2 separate regions of the Macaca mulatta genome follow, and region 2 is linked to region 1. Evidence: chromatin contacts called from public Hi-C data. All regions are on one chromosome and are shown on one strand. The core of a region is the stretch at or near the end of the contact, and the rest is flanking DNA. Distances in the headings are between cores, read along the strand shown. Region 1 holds the start of ANKRD42 (ankyrin repeat domain 42). Region 2 holds the start of CCDC90B (coiled-coil domain containing 90B).

The links. A called contact is a pair of places that touch in the nucleus more often than the background predicts.
Region 2: a contact with region 1 is called in a Hi-C map of cortical neurons, with 4 times the contacts expected there. The contact joins the promoter of CCDC90B here to the promoter of ANKRD42 in region 1. A contact is called at or near these places in 2 of 14 Hi-C or Micro-C datasets (cortical neurons and fetal cortex germinal zone).

Annotation. Positions count from the first base shown.
Region 1 is chr14:83,720,992-83,724,200 of T2T-MMU8v2.0, forward strand. ANKRD42 (ankyrin repeat domain 42) reads left to right here and starts at 1,782. Exons shown (of 11, transcript XM_077964118.1): 1 at 1,782-2,798. The coding sequence starts at 2,741. It overlaps LOC106993411 (a long non-coding RNA gene), which reads right to left and starts at 1,738. Exons shown (of 3, transcript XR_013404239.1): 1 at 1,537-1,738; 2 at 489-605; 3 at 70-258.
Region 2 is chr14:83,822,931-83,826,088 of T2T-MMU8v2.0, forward strand. It overlaps CCDC90B (coiled-coil domain containing 90B), which reads right to left and starts at 1,668. Exons shown (of 9, transcript NM_001260811.1): 1 at 1,203-1,668. The coding sequence starts at 1,302.

The sequences.
Region 1 (3,209 bases), core at 532-3,031:
ACCTATGTTGGAATCCTAAGTCAGGTATTTAATACTTACTACTGAAGGGGGAATTAATGAATTTTATAATTATGTTAGTCAAGAAGTTTATTCTTTTCCTTAGAGGTAGAATGTAATATAGCCCCCTGGTCTGGAGGCCTGGGTTAGGAAAGAATATTAACTGCTTATTTCTCCTCTATGCACGGAGAGGCTTATCTGTGTTCCATGGTTTCACATTCCTTGAGGCACGGCGAGGTCTTGCTTCCCTCCCCAGCGCGGCTGTAAAGTCACAAGGTTGATAAGCAATTACTACAAAAGCATGTATTCCCAAGGATATAAGACATGTGCTGTAACAAATGTAAAAGAGTAATTATCTGCCTTTGTTCTTGCTTCTGCAAGCAGGCTTCCTGCAGCACGAAACTCCCCCCACAAACTGCTTAAAAGGTAACTGATCCCTTTGTTCCGGACTCAGTCTTTCTGGACCCTAGTCCGACTGAGCCAGTGATCACCTTAATAATAAAGAGCTCTCCTGAACTCTGTTCGGCCTCTCCCGTCTCTCTCATTTGTCCCGCAACACTAGCAGTGTATCCTCAGGCAATTTACTTTTTTGTTCCTTGTTTCTCTCTCTGTAAAAAGGAAGAGGAATACTTATTTTGGCAGGTTATAAGAATTGAGTCAAACTCATTTATGTTAGTATAAAAAAATGAACAAGAAAACTAATATAAAGCACTTAGATCAGTACCAGGCAGATCACAGGAACTCAATAAATGGAAATTAGTAATATTACAAAAGGTGATGGAAGTCAAAGACAATTTACTGTACCTCAAGAGAGTAGAGGTAGGATCAGGAGAATTCCCCAAATGTGTTCACAGACAAAAACTGGGGGAAAGGCAGGGTAGTTTCCTGGTAAGACGAACAGCACATGACAAGGCACAGAGATACTAAAAAGTATGCTATGTTTCTAGGACCAGTTCGTTATTCCAGAAGGGAGAAGGCAATAAGGGTGGAAAAACTGGGCCGAGAGGGGAATCTGGGTTGGTGATGCCTCTGGTGGGCAGATAATTCTTACTAATTTCTGTATTTTCTGCTGCTGGTACAAAACGTGACCCATATGTTTCCAACAAATGATGAAACAATTCATTCCTGTTGTTAAGCAATAGGGTTGTAGAGAAATATTTGAGCAGTAAACATGCTACAGTGAAAGGAACCCCGGATTTGGAGCCAGGAGACCTGAAGCAGTCTTTTGACTAATGACCTGTGTTTTTATAATGGTTTTACAACTTACCTGCTGCCTGGCCTTACCAACGTACCGACATATTGAGTCTCTTGACCTATAAAATAGGGGTAACATCTAACAAGCGATTATTTAAGAGTTGACGCTAGTAAAGTACTCAATAAAAACAGCGGCTGCAGCTGCTAAACTCTCCTTTAGGTCTTTTTCCATACTTGCGAAATGACAGGGTTACAAATTTCCTTCCAACCACCACTGAGAAAGTATACTAGGTTTGCTCAAGGACAAAAAGGCCCCGCCCGGTCCGCGCCACACAGGTCACCTACGCAGAATGCAGTCCTGGGAGGTTCCACTTGTGTCGCTCAGCGATGGAGGGCGCGATCGATGACAGGCCACTCCAGAGACGGACCTAGATAGGCTCGTGTGAGGCCGAGCCGAATTTTACCGAAAACCAGTTCACACCACCACCCGATTTGTCCAGACGAAAAGCCAAGAAACAGCTGAGGGAAAGGAAACCGGAAATGGCGTGAGCCGTGAGGAACGGGAAATGACCTCAGCACGTCGGAAGTGTACTCGTTTCCAAGGCGACGGCCTTGCTGCCTCTCCAGCCAAGTGACTGGAGTCGGGAGGCTGGAAAGCAGCTCCGAGAAAGTACCAGCCGAAGGCGGCCGCCGCCACAGCGACTCTCAGGGAGTAGCAGACGAAGACGGCGGCCGCCGCACTAGCCACCACGTGTGGAGGATAAACGGCCTACACGGCCATTCCAGCGCCGAGTCAAGGGAAAGAGTTAGCGACGACGGGGAAAGAAAACGTGAAGAGGGTGACCGCCGCTCCAGGGTCGCTGCGGGAAGCCTAAGTGGAGACGCCGGCTTGTCCCGCAGTGACTTGAGAAGGGTCAGTGAAAACCTCGGCCACTGCCGCAGCGTCTCTGGGGAGAGAGTTAGGGGGGATAGTGGCCGCAGTCACAGAAACTCTTGGGAGAGAGTTAGGGGAGACCGCAGCTTCTGCAGCAGCGACGTGAATTTTAGTGAAGTTGGAGGCCACCAAACTGCCGACTCCAGGGGAACTACCAGAGAAGACCGAGGCCTCCGCCTAAGTGGTACTTGGGAGGGAGTCAGTGACGTCCGGGACCCGCGAACTAGTGACTTCGGGTATAGAGTCAGAGACGATCGCAGTCGCCGCCTCAGTGGCTCCTGGGAGGGAGGGAGTGTCGATGGCGGCCACAGCCTCGGTAGTTCTTGGGAGGGAGTAAGTGAAGACTGCGGCTACGCAGCCAGCGACTCCTCCGGTGTGAGCGGCAGTGAAGACGCCAGCTGCCGCCTCAGTGGCGTTTGGGAGAGAGAAAGTGAAGACGAAGGTTTCTGCTGCAGCTTCTGGGAGAGAGCAAGAGAGGACCTTGGGCCCCGTCCTAGTGACGACGGAGAAGAGGGCCGCTGCCCCTGCAGTGGCTCGTGGGTGAGAGCAAGTGAAGACCGCGGCAGCATCAGGGGCCTGGACTCAACTACTCCCCAGAGTCGGAGGTGTTGCACCATGCCCGGGGTGGCTAATTCAGGCCCCTCCACTTCCTCTAGGGAGACTGCAAACCCCTGTGAGTCAGACTATGTCGTTGGCCCTCATCTCTGCCACATTCCTTTTCTTACTTAAGCGTGCAACAGTCTTAGCCCTTTCTGGCATTTCCTTTTCTCAGGTGTCGCTCCCCGTTTCCCTTTCTAATTTGTTTTTGGAGATACCAAAGCTGTCAACTTTCCCCTGTTCTGTATTATTTCAGCTTTCTTTCCTTTTTTCCATCCACACCAGTCCTCCGGGTCTTCTTGCCCAGCTTAACATCAACTCTTGTTCAGTCTTACGGACTCTTTTAAGTTCTTCCTTGGCTTCCCTGAAGCATTTGACCCTGTGGAGACGACAAATTAGTACTTACTTAGTTTTCTTCTTTCACTCCATTGAGTGACCCTTTCCTTTGCCGTTTTCTTTTCTTCTGCCCTCTTAAATGCAGCTTTCC
Region 2 (3,158 bases), core at 418-2,917, 100 kb after region 1:
CAGATTCAAGTGGGAAAACTTTTACGTTAAAACATTAACATTTACTTATGGTCATGTATTTCGCATTATGATATGCACTTCAAAGTTCATTCTCTAAAAACATTTAATTTTGTTTTCATTTGGATATGTGAAGCACACCTGTAAAAGTCAACAAAGATGAAAGTTGGATGATTTCCTGGAATTCAAAAGTGCTACCTCCTTTTTGTAAAATCCATCATAATGTGTATTTATGCTAAACACCCAAATACCTAACAAAAGAGACCTTGTGAATGATCCTGGCAGCTAAAGAGCAATCTTACAGACGGATGATCAACAACTGCAGTTTTGACTGCAGCTGTTACTGGTGTGGATTAAAATTAAACAATGAGCAAAACAGCACAAGTAACAATATGGAGCATAAATAACAGCGTGGAAGTGTTTGGGTACCGACTGGCTCAGGGTACCTGGCACTGAAGATTCAAGAAGGTGAACAGAGAATGCTAAGGTTGATAAGAGGTGCCTATTCGCCTATTTTGTGGACAATCTTAAAACGGTTTAAAAACTAGGAGGGAAGTTTAAAAACGGGGGGTAAAAAACGACAACAAGAAAAACCTAGCCCTAGAAACGTTTCTCGGAATAAAGTTAGATGTCTTCAGGACACCCTGTTAACAGGGGTGCCAACCGGTTGGAAACTTGTAGGTTCCAGTATTCACTTTTTTCCCCAAAGTCTACAATGTGACTGAAAAGTACTGAGAATTCCAGCGAGAATAAGGCAGACGTGATCTGAAATTTATGATGCTGTCTACCAAAAACTTGGGCTCGAGGCCAGCACCTAAAAAAACAAAATCTAAAGATCAGGCCACAAAAGAAATCAGGACACCCTCAAGCACAGATTACCTTACGCTGCCTCCAGACAAACCTACCAGATTACTAGCCTCTTGTCACCAAAAAAGGGAAACAAGGGCTGAGAAAGAAGCCGGGCGCGAAGCCCTGGCCTTCGAAGGTTCGCTTTAAGAACAGAAAGGCACTGATTTCCTCAGTCCTCGCCCCTTGGGGCGAGCTGGGCAAGTCGGGGCAGCAGGCAGCTGTGTCGCCAGCACAAGGCGTGAATCGGGGAGGAGGGCGTGGCACCTTCTCTTCCCGTTCGCTCGAGCAGGCGCGACCCACGGGCATCGTCTCCCTAGAGAGCACTCAGACATCTATGACACGACGCCTTGCCTCACCTCTCCGCAGGGCCGGCGAGAAATGCCCGCGGGGGCTTGAAACCCAACGATCCCCTCTGCCTTGGGAGAGCAAGAGCCGCCAAGCCTGGCGACTATTCATGGCCTCAGAGTTTTCCGGCGGACGGGAGGCGGAAGACGGGGTAAATCTCGCACAGGCTTTCGGGCAAGGTAGTTCTGGCACCGCAGGAATGCTGGGAATTGTAGTTTTCGCTCTGTCACAAGACCACCTTCCAGCGCGGGCGCCACAGTGGTGCCACGAAACTGGGCCTCTTCGCAGGCCGACCCACAGTTCACGAGCAATGCTCAGCGCTGTCCCACTACTCCCACCGCCCCTTCCCGACCTGTGAACGCCTTTACCGTCTTAGGAAGGCGGGATCTTGTCGGAGAACCTTCTGGCGCCTGTTTCCTGGCAGCGGCGCATAGTCCAACAGCTGGCTCCCCCAAGATTGCCAGCGGCCATTAAGCGCTTGGGTCGGGGGAGATGGAGTCGTATTTAGCCGCACAGCAGTCTGGGACCTGAAGTTCTCGGCCGCTGAGCATTCTGGGTGATTGCGTAGTGCGGAGGCCAAAGAAACCTTCTGGGAAGTGTAGTCCAGCAAGTCGTTCACTGACCGTGCAGCGTCACATCCTGCTGCTTCGCCGTCTGGTGCACGGGAGGACCAACTAATTTTAGTCGGTATATTCTTTCTTTAGGGAAGATGAATTCCTCCGTTTCTGCGAGAAATTCCTTAATTTTTCACCATTTATCCTTCCCAGACCTCACTCAAGACTTTGCTGCGCATAGTAAAATGCTGAAAGCATCAATGCACAGTAGTTGTATTAAAATGCACCAATACTCATGAATATTCTCGGTAAATCCTAAAATGGCACACAGTTGTGCGGTTGCAGTGGCTTATTCTCGCAAGATTCTAAACAATTACGGCTAGGTTTCTATCTATATGTATTCAAAGCTTTGTGAGAGCTACGTAACAAACACCATTTCTAAGGCCCGAAGCACACTGAAAGAAGAACAAAACTTAATTTCCGCCCACAAGTGCTTTAACAGACAATTCATGAAGAGGAAATATAAATCGCTATTTAAAACATTAGGATGGCCAGGAGTGGTGGCTCACACCTGTAATCCCAGCACTTTTGAGAGGCCGAGGCGGGCAGATCACCTGAGGTCGGGAGTTCGAGACCAACCTGACCAACATGAAGAGACCCTGTCTATATTAAAAATACAGAATTAGCCAGGCGTGGTGGCACATACCTGTAATCCCAGCTACTCGGGAGGCTGAGGCAGGAGAATCGCTTGAACTCTGGAGGCGGAGGTTGCAGTGAGTCGAGATCACACCATTGCACTCCAGCCTGGCCGACAGAGCGAGATTCCATCTAAAAAAAAAAAAAAAAGGGAAAAAAGTTTAATCTCACCAGTTTCAAAAAACAAAAAGCAAAACCCTAGAGTATGTCGAGGTTTGGGGTCCCAACGATCCCAACAGGATGTAAGCATAGTACTCAACAGGTGCTTCTTCAGCTCACACCCCTCTGTGCCTCTCCCCCTTTCCTCATCTAATGATATTCAGTGTCTCTTGTTTCCATGTTTACCATCATATAGTCAATGTTTAGCTCCTAAGTGAGAACATGTGTGTTTGGTTTTCTGTTCTTGGTATTAGGTTGCATAGGATAATGGCCCCCAACTCCATCCATGTTGCTATAAAGATTATAATTTCCCTATTTGTATTGCTGCATAATATTCCATGGTGTATATGTGCCACATTTTCTTTATCCAGTCCACTGTTGATGGGCACTTAAGTTGATTTCATGTCCTTGCTATCGTGAATGGCACCACAATGAACACACAATTCCATGTGTTCTTTTTTTTTTTTTTTTTGTCTTGAGACAGGGTTTCGCTGCGTCACCCAGGCTGGAGTACAGTCGTGCATGGCTCACTGCCGCCTCAACTTCCTGGGTTAACTG